Linked DNA regions of Pan troglodytes: region 2 is linked to region 1. The links are chromatin contacts, called in public Hi-C maps. All regions are on one chromosome and are shown on one strand. Each heading gives the region's core, a stretch centred on a gene start, on an enhancer-like site or on the middle of the called end of the contact. The rest is flanking DNA. Distances are from core to core; before and after follow the strand shown. Region 1 overlaps SLC22A23 (solute carrier family 22 member 23). Region 2 has its middle 62 kb from the start of SLC22A23.

What was found. A called contact is a pair of places that touch in the nucleus more often than the background predicts.
Region 2: a contact with region 1 is called in a Hi-C map of stem cell-derived neural progenitor cells, with 4 times the contacts expected there. The contact joins two enhancer-like sites. A contact is called at or near these places in 2 of 7 Hi-C or Micro-C datasets (induced pluripotent stem cells and stem cell-derived neural progenitor cells).

Annotation. Positions count from the first base shown.
Region 1 is chr5:9,230,626-9,238,207 of NHGRI_mPanTro3-v2.0_pri, forward strand. It overlaps SLC22A23 (solute carrier family 22 member 23), which reads right to left. Exons shown (of 10, transcript XM_016954836.4): 9 at 6,708-6,831. Among named protein-coding and RNA genes, the nearest start is that of PSMG4, 22 kb to the left of the region's middle. Within about 2 kb of position 4,651, at least 8 of the 24 cell types and tissues checked have an H3K27ac peak or open chromatin away from gene starts, as enhancers often do. A contact at or near this core is called in stem cell-derived neural progenitor cells, where this site is marked.
Region 2 is chr5:9,467,677-9,475,258 of NHGRI_mPanTro3-v2.0_pri, forward strand. No RefSeq gene overlaps it. Among named protein-coding and RNA genes, the nearest start is that of SLC22A23, 62 kb to the left of the region's middle. Within about 2 kb of position 3,270, at least 4 of the 24 cell types and tissues checked have an H3K27ac peak or open chromatin away from gene starts, as enhancers often do. A contact at or near this core is called in stem cell-derived neural progenitor cells, where this site is marked.

The DNA.
Region 1 (7,582 bases), core at 3,401-5,900:
GAGGAACCAGAGCTGGAGAGGTTCAAGAACTGGGAGGCGAACAGGATGAGCCTCTCCCATGGGCCTAAAGCCTCCAGGCATGACATGGAGTCCTAAAAGTTGGCAGAGGGGGCTGTGCCACTGGGACCCTTCTCCTCCACCCTGGCCTTCCTCTCGGTGAGGCACCAAGCTCTGCAAACACTGCCTCCTCAAGCTGCTTCACACCCGCCCACCCTCACCCTTCCAGGAACCTCTGCTCCTGCTCCCCGAGCCCTAGGAATCCAGCCTCTCCTCCTCCCGCCACAGTGCACTTGCCAAACACGCATCCCCTCTAGAGCCACTATGTGCGGGCTCCAGGCCGCATCCTGGGAATCCCGTCCCAGCCACCCTTCTGAGTCCAGACTGAGCAGGCTCTCTTGGGCACTTCCCCTGCATCCTCAGGACACTTGTGTAGCCCGAAGACACATTCGCGTTGCGTGTCTGTGTGTCTCTAATAGACACCAGATGTTTCCAGGGCAGGACCAGGCTCCACTCCGTGTGCTGTCCCCAGCACCTGCCCAGCCACTGAGACCTGGCTGGCACCTGGGCATCTACTCAGTGCTATAGTCGGATTTCTAGACTGGCCCCAGTAATTCCCACCCTTGTGCCTTGAGTGTGCGCTGGACCTCAAGGTACAAGGTACAAATAACGTACTTTTTAGCAATCAAATTTACGGCCAGGATAGTGAGATGTTCCTTCCACAACAAGGTTCCAAAAGGCAGATTCTAGCAGACTCTTGCTAGCTTTGACGAAGCGAGCTGCCTTGTGACTGTGGTCCCTATGGCCAACGGCCAGCGAGGAGCTGAGGCTGCCAGCCCCACAGCCCGTGAGGAAACAGCCTACCAGTGCCTGACTTGGTTTAGTGCTGGACCCTACCCACTGATGGTAGCCTCTGAGAGACCTGGAGCAGAGGACCCAGCCAGGCCGTGCCCAGACTCTGGAGCCATGGAAACCATGAGATATAGTAGATGCATGCTACTTCAGGCCCCTATGTTTTGGAGCGATTGGTTATGCAGCAATAGAAAACCAAGATACTCAGTGAGTGACAGATTCCCCTGCCTTAGCCACGGAGGGAGACTGACAGCCACCTCTCATGCAGGCTGTGACAGGCATCAGCACTTCATATTAGAAAGCCCTTCCCAGGGAGAGGCTGAAAGAGTTGCAGGAATAGCCACACCACTGTGCTTCTGGGCCTGAAGGGGATATGGATAAGGAAGAGCAAGAATTTGGGGGATGTCTCCCACATACTCACACTCCTCCCAGGCTGAGGGTCCCAGACCACCGTTCAAAGACACTCTGCATCTTTCTGTCACTATTTATTCATGTGCCTGTCACCTTACTAGTCTCTGAGCCCTTCAAGGGCAAGAATTATTTTCTAGGACACCAACAGGCACATGCTGTTTGTGCTTAATAAATACTGGATGCTTGCGGATCACACGGGCTTCCTGGATAGGAAGGTCAGCTCACCCAGGTGAATGGGACAGGTTAAATAGAGACGACCACGGAAATGAGCAATAAGACCAAATCCTTCTGTAAGATGAAGACTGAACACCTAAAATAGCCAATTCAGTCTTTCTGGTAGACCTGGCTCTTTCAGGAAGCCACAGGGCATATCAGATGCTAGGGATAATGGACATGATTGTAATGGGGACAGCATTTTCTCGGAAACCTCCCAGGTTTCTGCCTGACCTTCCCGGCACTAAATGTGGGCGGCACTGACAAGCAGCGAGAGGACTCCCCTTACTCACACGGGAGTCACATACAGGAGGGCAGAGTACAGACCCCCCAGGAGGGGTGGGCACAGGGCCACTGTTAAAGGGCAAACTGCATGGAACAAAAGCCTTGCATTGTGCCTGGTGAACCACATCATACTGATCTATCTTGTTAACTGTGCCAAATAAAATGAAATATATTTAATTTGCAGATCATTAGAAAAATGTCTATATGTATATACATAATATGCAACAAATGTACACATGCATATATAATATGGAATATATCTTTTTATTTTTTTCTGTGGGAGCAATTCTCTGGTTTTCTATCAAAGATTCCTTGATACGGCCGGGCATGGTGGCTCATGTGCCTGTAATCCCAGCACTTTGGGAGGCCGAGATGGGCAGATCACGAGGTCAGGAGATCGAGACCATTGTGGCCAACATGTTGAAACCCCGTCTCTACTAAAAATACAAAAATTAGCTGGGTGTGGTGGCGTGTGCATGTAATCCCAGCTGCTTGGGAGGCTGAGGCAGGAGAATCACTTGAACCAGGGAGTTGGAGGTTGCAGTGAGCCGAGATCACGCGACTGCACTCCAGCCTGGCAACAGAGCAAGGCTCCGTCTCAAAAAAAAAAAAAAAAGATTCCTTGACATCATTCAGTACGATTAGGAAAAATTTTGGCAGAAGTTGGTATGCCATTTTTGGCTTTGTTTTTTTTTCTCTCTTGAAATCTCAGATTAGAGAAAGAGATTGTTACATCCTTGGTTTTAAGGTGTTGGGTTCCTTTCCTGCCCCTGAAATGTGGGCTCTGCCAGTGCCTTTTCTGCTTTTCTCTGGGTTGTCACTAGAGGGCAGCATACGCCCGTGTTTAGAAGTCAGAGCTGCTTGATTTACGGACAGAGAACCGAGGGCACACACTGCCTCCTTGTGCTTTAGGAGCACAAAATTGTAATACCCACGGAATATCTTTATTTTACTAGCAATAGGATCTCAATAAGGTAGGAAAACTGATATGCAGGCCGACTTCTTACTAGAAATGGCAAACTTCATTGAATTAAGGATTCCAGAATCAAATTGCTGTTAGCCATGTGAACGTTACCATCTCACATTGAAACACCGGAGGCGAGCCTCCTGTTCTAGCTCCTCTTTTACATTACTTAATGTGACTTGACTAAATTTCCGTGAAGTTGAGGATAAGCAAATATTTGTACCATTTTTTATAGAAATAAATACAACTGCTGAAGATGCCCAGCGAAGAAGAAGAATATGAACTGTCCTGTGCTGAGGCCAGGCCCTTTGCACATGGTCTCCATTCTCCACCCCCGCCTAACAAGGTGCCTGTAGTCAGTTTTGTTTTAAGACAAGGACACTAAAGCCGGCCGAGGGCCCCGCCCAAGGCCACACAGGGAGGCGGCCTCAGGATCATGGGCAGCTCCGTCTGGCTCCTTCCCAGGCTCCGGGCCATATCCTCAGCACCGTCCCCTCATCCTGCCCCGCTCCTCAGCGCTCGCACGCCACAGGCGCTGCCGGCACGGGATGCATGCTGGCTTCCTGTCTGCTACTCACTACTTGTTTTCAAATGTCAGACATTTTTAAGACACAACTTTTTTTTTTTTTTTTTTTGAGATGGAGTCTCGCTCTGTCACCCAGGCTGGAGTGCAGTGGCGCGATCTCGGCTCACTGCAAGCTCCGCCTCCTGGGTTCACGCCATTCTCCTGCCTCAGCCTCCTGAGTAGCTGGGACTACAGGCACCCGCCACCACGCCCAGCTAATTTTTTTTTGTATTTTTAGTAGAGACAGGGTTTCATCGTGTTAGCCAGGATTGTCTTGATCTCCTGACCTCGTGATCTGCCCGCCTCAGCCTCCCAAAGTGCTGGGATTACAGGCGTGAGCCACTGTGCCCGGCCTTTAAGATACAACTTTTTAAAGTTGAACAGATTCTGATACTCCCTTAACCCCAGGTCATCCTGGCCCTCGGTGCCTATTCTTGAGGCAGCATTAGAGCGGAAGACAGATGTCAGGGAGTCGTCAGTCAGGGAGGGTCTCAGGGAGGCCCGTCCGACTTATGACCTAGAAAGGGCCAGGGCTGCCGGAGTGGGCAGGGCAGGAGAAAACAGGCAGGTGTCATGATCACCAGCGCCTGCCTCCTCTCTCACCTGGACCCCTCCGTGAGGGCAAAGGAAGCCTCGGAGTCCACCTGGAGCATCCAGATGGACAGTGGATAGAAAAGATCCGCCCCAGCACAGCCAGCAGCTGCTTCCAGATCCACCCAGGACCCCAGGCCACTTCTGCCCATGTCAAGCTGGGAGATGGGCATAGTCAGATAGACTTGCAAAGTCACCCAACTCCCAATGTCTTACAGATGAATCAGAGCTGTGCACTGGCTGATGAGAACCACCACCTGGCCTGGGCCTGAGTGGGTAGCTGGTTCTGTCAACGTGAGGTCTGAACAGAATCTCATGAAACAATATTTAGTTAACTTGGCCTCTATCATCCTTGGGGCAATAGATTTCTGCAGGCCTTTGTTGCTTTTTGTGGTAGAACAAGTATGAAAAGTATAAAAGCATTTTTTGAACTTTTTGCAGAAAATTTCATATCCTCATATTTGCTTCCAGGCAGTCCATCCTGGCCCCTTACCCTTTGCTGCCAGAAGGCTTGTCTGTAATAGTGTCACAGGGAAAGGCTAGTTCTGTGCTAAGAAAGATGGAGCTCATGGGCCCCAGGCTGCCCATCGTGGCTTATCTTGGATTTCTCTCTGTGAAGTGGGGGGATGGTAGGGGAGTCTACTTCCATCCTAGGGCCTCCATGGGAATTGTTCCTCAGTCATTTGCAAGAAAGAGCTGTGGCCTCCCGATGGCACGGGTGAAAAGGGCTCCCAGCGAGAAGGGGGATTTGTCAGGAACGCTAGACATTCTCCCAGCCTGGCCCAGGGACCCCCTTTGGACTTAATTTCCTTTCATCCTCTGCAGGCACAAAAGCATCACCAAGGGTCACATATTTTTTCCAGTTTGTCATCTTGGCAAGCTGAATCTGAGAACATGTTTGTTGAATTTCTATCCTCAAATCTTTCCAGGTTTGCGTCAAAGAGGAAAAGCTTACAGCATTTCCTTCCGTCTAGCTTGCTTAAGCCAAATCTAACAGAGAATAATGATGCCTACCAACTGCCAGAGTTAAGGGGTACCCGCTAGCCACCCCCTCCCCCAACAAAATATGCATAATCATGATGCAAAGGCTGCAGGAGGCCAGCTGGAAACCCAGAAGGTCTGACTGTGGATTCTGGTCTGTTGAAAGACTTGGCTTTGCTGTTTTGTTTGATAAAGGAGAGAAATTTCACTTTCCGTCCTTTAGACAGGGAGTGAGCCTGCGGTCGGCCTGAGGTATCCTGCAACTGCAAGCACTAAATAAGCTCCTGACTCATCTCTCCCCTGTGGCTGATGCAGAAGGTAGGGACAGGATGAGTTCCTTGTGCTTAATCATACAATGCCTTGGCATTTCTGTCCAGGTGCCCAGTAGCTGTCAGGCTGGGCCTGTAGGATATGATCCAAGAGAATGAATCAAAAAGTGTGGACGTGAAGATGCTGTTGTTAGCATGGCTACTGGAAATGTGGAAAGTAAGAAAGTCCACGGACCTGCCTACTTGCTCCCAAAGCCTTCCCCAGCTTAGCCTCCACATAGTCTGCCTTGGACTGGAGTGGCCGCTACTGGATTTTCCCAAGGGTGTCATTATGCAGACACCTGGGTTTTGACTCACGGCTGAACTACTGCCATTACTCTCAAGTTCTGTTTTATGAAGGCACGTGCATGAGAAATGCTGATGATACTCCTTTAAGAAGTTCAGTGTGGTATAACTCAAGATAAGCTCCTCAGTAAGTCACAGTGTAGGAAACTGACGGCAGCTGAGTGATGCCCTTGTAGTGGAGGCGTGCCTGTTTATTAACCTATAAGCATGGCAACAGTAAATGGCGTGTAGCACCCATGAACCACAACCCAGTGGCAGAGACGGCACCAGGAAGGGGTCAGCCTCACTTTCCGAACTAAGACAAAAGTGGCTGAGCACAAGTTAGTCACAAGTTAGTCACACCTTTTAGGGAGGTATGAAATGGCCGCAGACTCCACGAGGGCGGGACTGTGCTGCTGTGTTTTCTGGGCCTAGTGTCTGGCGCGCAGTGGGCTCTCCATCCATGTTTCTTACATGAGTCAGTGATCTCACTTGCTGCGCTCTCTTTGGATTCATGACATCAACTTCTCAGGTCAGTATGAAATAAGGCTCTTTGGGCCTGGCACGGTGGTTCACGCCTGTAATCCTAGCACTTTGGGAGGCCAAGGTGGGGGGATCACCTGAGGTCAGGAGTTAGAGACCAGCCTGGCCAACCAGGTGAAACCACGTCTCCTAAAAATGTAAAAATTAGCCGGGCGTGGTGGCGCACACCTATAATCCCAGCTACTCTGGAGGCTGAGGCAGGAGAATCACCTGAACCTGGGAGGCAGAGGTTGCAGTGAGCCAAGATCATGCCATTGTACTCCAGGCTGGGCAATAAGAGTGAAACTCCATCTCGGGGAGGGGCGGGGGTAGGCTCTTTCTACTTTGTAAAACATTTTGCACTAGCTGTGCCGTGAGGTCTCTTAGCAGAGTTGGCAGCACAGGTTCTGGTGGAAGTGCGGCATAAGTGATCCGCTGAACTCCCCCCCTTGCCAGACGCTCAGACACTGACATATTTCCTGGGCCCAGAGTAGCTCCCTGTTCCCCCTTTCTCCTGCTGCTGCCTGGACAGGACCCCAGGGCCAGGTTCTCAGTGCCTCTTGGGCGCCTCGGGGTTGGGTACAACAGCCACCTCGGCTATGAACCACGAAGCTGATGTGTCCAGAGCCAGAGACAGAGCTGACGCTGGTTAATCCCACACCAGCCTGGAGCCAGGGACTCGTCTTTGATTTCCGAGAAGCCGGCGTCCCCTGGGGTGTCTCCCATGACGCACCTTATCACCGTTGGGGTGATCTCCGCACAGAAGAACACGCTGAGGCTCCCCACCGCATGGGAGGCGAACATGCCCACGATGGAAAACGCGATGGAAAATTTGTCCTTGACGCTGTCACTCATCCCTGGGGGAAGGTCAGAAGAAGGTGGTGAGGGAAGAGAGGAAGCCAGGCCAGGGTGGGAGGGAGGCCTGGGGCTGCACAGCACAGCTCCTTCCCAGTGTCCAGCTTGCGGCATGGATGGGTATGCAATTCCCTCTGGGGACCAAGCAGCACCTCAAGGACTAGAAGCCCAGAGCCCCTGCAGTGGGTTTTGTGGGGCTTCTATGAGTCCCTGTGCGTCAAGCATGCTGAAGCTCATGGTGGCCTCTATTGGAATTCCTCAGCCTATTGGAATTCCTCAGCCGGGAGCCATGCCTGGTGGGAGGGCAGGCTGGCATGTCCCTGGTGCCACAGCGACATCCCTCTGCCCTGGCCTACGTTTGCTCCAGTCAGGTCTGATGTGCCCAACGTGTGGGACAGGGTAGCTGAGTCAGGGTTGATTTAAGGAAACAAAAACTCAAGCCACAGAATTTATGGGCCCAGAAGGCAAGTGTTCAACCCCTCAAAGCCCTCGTAAATGGCACCGGAGACCAACCTCGCGCCAGGACAGGGTCTGGCACAGTGCACGGGCATGCTGTCAGGACCATACAGCTGGGGCTCAGCTCAGCTTCCCCAAGGCTGCATAGAGGGCAAGCACTCTCCAGGGACACGGGCGAGGGCTGGGGCAGGCCAGGCGGGTGCAGCAGCAGCTTCGAGGTGCAGGGTGGCACTGTGCTGTCCCCATGGCTGCAGGGCAGCAAGCTTACATGAGTCAAAGGGGGACAGCGGCTTCCCC
Region 2 (7,582 bases), core at 2,020-4,519, 240 kb after region 1:
AACTCCTGACCTCAAGTGGTCCTCCCACCTTGGTTTCCCAAAGTGCTGGGATTACAGGTGTGAGCCACTGTGCCAGGCTTTTACTTTTAATATTTGCAATGTTAGCATCTGAAAGCTGACTAAGCTTGTTTTCCTAGTGTGAAATTCAGGATTTATAAATTCAAATAGACTTATGAAACAAATATATGATGTTTAGAATTTGTCACTGATAACTTCTAACTGAATAAATCATTGGCTTCCTTGGTAATTGTCTGTAATTAGCAAGATTATAAATCTAAATAATGTGGAAGTTCCCCCTCACCACACACACACACACACACACACGTGTGCACCTGTGCATAGTGTCTAGAATTTGTTACCAAGTTGTAATAATCAGACTGCTGAGAATTATGGCAGGATTAAACAATGCTGAGAAGGCACAGGGAGTCTGCTCTGACCTGTATAGATGTTTGATCAATTAGAGCTCTGTCAGATGGAAGGGCGGATCCCAGAGGAGGGGAGCTCTCTCTCCTGGTCTGTTCAAGGTCTGACAGTGGAGATTGGGACACAGGCTGCATAAATGAGCAGACTGCCACTAAGGTGACTCAGCTTTGAGGTCACAGTCCTGTGATTTCCCAGCTTTAAAGTCAGTGCCTCGGACTCCCTATCATCTCCCCCGCTCCCCATCATCTCCCCCCAGTCTCCATCATCTCCCCCGCTCCCTATCATCTTCCCTGCTCCCTATCATCTCCCCCACTCTCCATCATCTCCCCACTCCCCATCATCTCCCCACTCCCCATCATCTCCCCCGCTCCCCATCATCTCCCCCCAGTCTCCATCATCTTCCCTGCTCCCTATCATCTCCCCCACTCCCCATCATCTCCCCACTCCCCATCATCTCCCCACTCCCCATCATCTCCCCCGCTCCCCATCATCTCCCCCCAGTCTCCATCATCTTCCCTGCTCCCTATCATCTCCCCCACTCCCCATCATCTCCCCAGCTCCCCGTCATCTCCCTGGCTCCCCGTCATCTCCCCGGCTCCCCGTCATCTCCCCCACTCCCCATCATCTCCCCCACTCTCCATCATCTCCCCCCTCCCCATCATCTCCCCAGCTCCCCGTCATCTCCCTGGCTCCCCGTCATCTCCCCGGCTCCCCGTCATCTCCCCCACTCCCCATCATCTCCCCCACTCTCCATCATCTCTCCTGCTCCCCATCATTTCCCCACTCTCCATCATCTCCCCCACTCTCCATCATCTCCCCCGCTCCCCAACATCTCCTCCACTCCCCATCATCAGCCCCACTCTCCATCACCTCCCCTGCTCCCCAACATCTCCCCCCTCCCCATCATCTCCCCCACTCTTCATCATCACCCCACTCCCCATCATCTCCCCACTCTCCATCATGTCTCCCCTCCCCATCATCTCCCCGGCTCCCCGTCATCTCCCCCACTCCCCATCATCAGCCCCACTCTCCATCACCTCCCCCGCTCCCCAACATCTCCCCCACTCCCCATCATCTCCCCCCTCTCCATCACCTCCCCCGCTCCCCAACATCTCCCCCACTCCCCATCATCTCCCCCACTCTCCATCATCTCCTTCCGCTCTCTCAACCACCTCTCTGCAGTGGTTCACTGCAGTCCAGCGGAGTGGAATTCATGGATGCTGAGGGAGCAAGTGCGTCTGCAGAGATTTCCTTGAGGTCAAAATACATGCTTTTAGGAGAAGTCACGTTGCTTTTGCAACCCAGTGTTTCACAATGCCACATTGCTCATTACCTTTTCAAAATCTCCCTGTATGGAGCTGTTTTTTTTTTTTCTGTCCTCTGCCACTGAGCTGTCATAGAAAGGCATTATGAGAGCTAATCCCTGTAATCCCCAGGGAATTGTCCGTTATGAAGCTCCGTCCAGGTCTATCTTGCTGTCTTTCCCTGGCTTACCCAGAGCACCTGCCTTGGTGTAATCCTCCATCGCTGCCACATGGAAGTGTTTTTTCCCTTCCTAAACAAGTTCCTCTTCTGGTATGGCTGTCAGTGGACCCTGACACAGCCTTTTGGAGCAAAGCACTTGACGGTGTCCAGAATTCACATGGTAGCACACAGGTTGCACTTCCAGGAGGCAAGGAGGTAGCTCTTGACCAGAACCCTGGAACTCTGCTCTCCCAGGTGACCTTGGGGAGCCATAGCCCATCTCGGGCATCCCTGTCTCCTCTTTAGAGAGAGAAATTGAACACAGTGATCTCTGAGGTCTAAGCAGCTCTAAACCTCTATCTTGGACAGCTAGGACAGAATTTAAATGAGCATTTATTGTTTTTCACCCACCTAGTTCTTCTAGTTAGGTTATGGAATAAGGCAATTAAGCCAAACCTGGACACGGGCAGTGCCAGCCTGGGCCTGCAGCTGTCTTTAGTGTGTAGCCTGGCTCTAGACCTGGCCCCCGAGCAGCTGCTTCTTGACACATCCAAAGGACAGCGCTGTTCTGTGCCCCTCCCAAAGGTGGTCCTGCAGGACCCCAAGCCTATGTGAATTTCTCTCTCTAACTCGCAGGGTGGCAGGGCACAGCACAGGACCCACACGCCACCTGGGGAAGAGGAAATAGGAAACTGACCACGGCAAAAATGAACAAGAGCCAAGGATACACCAAGCTGCATTTCCAGCCAGAGGGAACGTTTGGCCTGGGATGGGCTCTGTGGATGAGTCAGCACGGGAGCGGCAAACACGGCCTGGCAGGCCCTGGGCCTGTTATGGAGAATGTTGAATGCCCTGGGACGCAAATGAGAGAGAAGGATGGGGAAGAGAGAGAGGCTTGCACACCAGACAGAGGCAGAGAAAGAGGCAAGAGGCATATGGCCCTGATTTTCCCTTCCAAGAGCCTGATAGTAAGAGCTAAGGCCAGTCTTCAGGTGTGCACATTGTTTTTTCACTAAACCCTGAGTCCCTGCTGTTGCCCTCCAATACGCTGGAGGTGATCGGGCATGGGAGGAGCAGGGAAGATGGGGAGGTGCAAAGCTGATTGTGGGCTATGGACCCTTCAGCACACCCGCACACAGCTGTCAGCAGCAGCACTCATTCCTTTCTGAGCCAGGCTGCGTTCATCAGCAACCACTGTGTCCTTTGCAGGGAAAGGAGCTGAGCCCAGGGAGCTGGCAGATGCTCTCCTCAGATTTTCACCAGCAGATCCCGTTGTCTAAGGACAAAATTACTATTTTGCCAGAGTATACGGCTTTAAAGCAGAGGGCTTTAAATACATTCCAGACAGAAAGAAGGAATTCATTTTCCCCTTCAGTACAGGATCAGCTCATCTGAGGACAAGTGTGCCCTCTCCTCCTCAGCTATGTCTGGAATTAATCTCCCAGAGTTAGACTGTTTGGTGCAAAAGAGAAATGAAAAAATGCAGTCCTAGGATGTTTAACTCAACAGGTGCGAGATTCTGAAGGGGTCTGGACATGTCTGCTCTGTGTAATTAGCAAGAAAATAGTCCAGTTTAGCAAGCATTTATTAAACAGAAACTGTGTGCCAGGCCAATTGCTGGAGCTTTCAAACTCACTAAGACTGACATGGTCATATGCTTTCTGATGATTTTGGTGGTTTTCAGAAAGAAAGTGAATGTTGTAATTGCTTCGTTGAGCAACTGCTTAAATAGTCACTATAGCCTCTAAAAGAATAAAAATCATTACATTTAAATTTTATTTATTTTGTAAAAGACCAAAAATAAACCGAAGCTGTTGAGCCTTAAGTAAATGTTTCTTTACCACAAAGGATATTATTTCCCTAAGGGTAAGGAAAGAGATTGCAGATAACATGAACAGGTTGGGATTTTATGTATGCATGCATGCACATACACATACAATATGCATCTCAATTTTAGAACAAAGCAATTGTCTCCTTCCAAAGAAAGAAGAGGATACTGGCATTCTCATGTGGCTTTCATTTCCCCTCCTCTTCGTCTCAATTTTAGTAAGTTATGTTAGAGTTGGTTGGATTGAATCCCCCAAAAAAGGTTTTCTCAAATTCTAGTCCCGAGACCTGTGAATGTGGTCTTATTTGGAAAATAGGGTCTTTGCAGAAGTCCTTGAGTTAAGATGAGGTCAGGCTGGATTGAGGTGAGACCTAAATTAGTGACTGATGTTCTCATAAGAGCAAAGTTTGAACACAGATACACAGAGGAAAGAAAGCCACATGAAGACAAAGGGATGTTGGAGTGATGCAGCTACAAGCCAAGGAATGCCAAGCATTGCCAGCAACTGCTGGAAGCTGGGAGAGAGACGTGGAACAGATTCTTCCTTGGAGCCTCCAGAAGGAACCAACTCAGCCAACACCTTGATCTGCCTTCCAGCCTCCAGAGCTGTGAGACAATAAATTTCTGTTGCTTTAAAACTAGCCAGTCTGCGGTGCTTTGTTATGGCAGCCCTAGGGAACGAAAACAGACATTTTCACATTGACCAGGTTTACGTGACTGATCACATTCCGTTTGAGAGCTATAATTCTTATTAGCGTGTAACGTATGTTGTATATTTCAATAGATTCATTGCTCACCACCTGTTTCCTTAGGTCTACAGTCTCCCTTTTCCTCCTCCCCACTCCCTTCCTCGCTCCCTCCTTTCCTCCCTCTGTCCCTTCCTTCCTTCTTCCCTTTCCTTGGCTATATGTTTGCATAATTGCTCAGCCATTCTTTGCATCTAACATATGCTTGGGTAGCTCTCCCCAGACATTCTGTCTGCTCTGAGTTAGAGTAATTTGACATGGCTCCTTTGAGGCCAAGCTGTTTTTCTCTATGAGCAGTCTGAAGACTGTTTCCCTTTCTGTTGGCTTAGGGGATTGCAAAGATAAAAGGAGAGAATTCAGTCACTCTGATTTGATATATTTGTTGGTCTATCTGGACTTTCTTTCATGAAAGGAAATTTTGTTAAGTGTCCAGTACTAGGACCAGCTCTGTCTTGCCCAAGGGCAGACCCCATTCCCATGGGGAAACTCCAGGGTTCAGATCTCTTCCCTGATGCAACTACTTAGTCCTCACAGGGGATTCCCCAGCTCCTTGGTGAGAAGAGGAGTGAAAGAAAGCTCTCCTCTGAGCTTGGCTCTCAGGGTTTGGAGGGTCACCAGTAGGGCTTCTGGAGATGGGGAGCGGACTGCTGAAGACCCCGCTGTGCTGGGCTGGGACTCGGGCCCCGCTCCAGAATCTAATGCTTCTTTCCTTGGCTACTGATTTTTGAAATGTACTTTTTGTGGTTACGCTCTTCTACTTTGTTGTTGGGAAATTCCTTATGACTGGAATTTTAGAATGCTTGAGCTGGAAGGTAGCTTAGAATCAATCTGATCCTATGTTACGTATGACACAGGAACCATGGAACTGGAGCCCAGAAACGCTCGGCCTGCCTTCAAGGAGAGGGTGAGGTGATGGGATTTATGAATGGTGCCCAGAGTGGAAGCATGGCCCCTGCAGTGGGACTGCAGACCGCGCGGCACCGTGCAGTGTGCTTGTGAGTCTGAGCCAGGCAAGTCTATTACATTTCATCAGATAAACACAGTTGTCAGAGCTAGCTGGGGATGCCACAGGCAGTGTCTGAAGCAGGGTCTGGAATCAGTTGGCGGCTTCAGCCTTTACCCTGAGATGATTCTATCTGTGTGAACTGTTTTCTTTATCCCACTAGGGCAGTCTTCATATTAACCCATTTCTCCATTAGTTTAACCTTCTCACCCTTCCCGTATATGCCATTTGGGGGAGGAATGTTTTTAAAACCTAATAAGGTGAGTGCCATGAGGGCCCTACCGTCATCAATATTTACCATGATTTATTCATCACAACAAACCTTCTGAGCCCACAGCCTGCTGCTCTCATCCTTGTGTTATCCTTACACAGCCTGGTAATGCAGCGTGTGTTAGTCTGTTCTCACACTGCAGTAAAGAAGTACCTGAGACTGGCCATTTATTTTTAAAAAGAGGTTTAATTGGCTCACAGTTCCACAGTCTATTCAGGAAGCATGGCTGGGGAGGCCTCAGGAAACTTATAATCATGGCAGGAGGCAAAGAGGAAGCAGGCACATCTTCCATGGCTGGAGCAGGAGAAAGGGGCTGGCGAGGTGCCACACACTTTTAAACAACCAGATCTTGTGAGAAGTCGCTCACTATCACAAGAACGGCAAGGGGGAAATCCGTCACCGTGATCCAATCGTCTCCCACCAGGCCCCTCCTCCAACATTGGGGATTACAATTTGACTTGAGATTTGGGCGGGGACACAGATCCAAACCATATCACAGCATAAGGGTGTTTATCCTCTTCTTTGGGTCATACATGGGGAGTATAGAAGCACAAAAGAGGCCTATTGCTTACCAAAAGACACTTGACAACTGAACAACTCAACAACCCAACCCAGGAATCATCTTGAGGCACCAAGAGTCCCAAGCATGTCACTTCCCTCTGCAGACTGTGCAGCCCCTCCAGCAGGCTCGTCACAGCCCATCCAAAGCTAGGAAGTAGGGCCTCTCAGTCAGAGAATGGAGCTATTCAGTATTGTTGTTTGGATGCTTATGGATTTAACATGCGGTTCCACTGACAGGATAGCAGTTACTCTTGTTTACAGTGTTTTCCAAGGAAAAAGCTTTATGACTTAAAACTCAAGTGTTTTTCTACTTGATGTCATTGCAGGCCACTTCTTGCACCCAGCCTTAGAGGAATTGCTGGATGCAGAAGCGCTGCTGTGTGCACCACACTGTGAGCTCACGCAGAGCAGAGACTTTTCTTGGTATGTTTCCCAGCCCCTGTCATTCTACCTAGCATATACTAGGTGCTTAACACATATTTGTTGAACTGACTGGATCAGTTCATTCATATTCAAAGGATAATAGTTGGATAGCACTGAACATATTCCAAACAGATTTCAAAGCCAATTCCAAAAGGAGGTTGTTTTAACAAGGGAAATGAAATAAATGAATACTGATTGTGATAAAGGCTTAACACAATCAAGGTTTGCCTTGCAATTACATCATAGTCCAGTGAGGGGCCAGGGTGACCCTCCTCCAGCAGCGATCCGGGTCTGGGCTGCTGCTGTCAGGGCACCACCCACAGGTGGTCGTCTGTGAGGTCCTCCTCGGAGTGAAATACAGATTATGAAAGTTCTAACTTCAACTGAAAGTCTCTTGTGTCTTATACAAAAAATGCTAGATTTACCATGCAAATGTTGATTTTAAAATGACTATATTTATACTAGATCTGAGAAGCCGAATTAAAAAGTGTCAGTGCATTCCAAACTGCCTTTATCAAGTCATTTCATTCTTTAAAAAATTTGTCACATAGTTGTTAGGCATCGAGCGTGTGCTCGACAATGCGTGGAATGTAGAAAGCATTACCCACTGAAGTTAAGGCTCTATCTGGACAAACACATAGTTTTCTGATGAGTAAAAGGTGAGAGTCTCAGCTGGGATGAGTTAAGATTCCCACAGGAGCCTAGGGGATGGATTCTAACTGGGATCTTACTGGGTCCTGATGTGATTGGGAAGCCCCCAAAGGTGAGGACGCCAGGAGAGAACTAAAGGACCAGCAGGATTTTCTGGACAGAGCAGGCTGGGAAGGGTTTAGAAGTGGAACCCCTGTAGAGAGAATGGCATG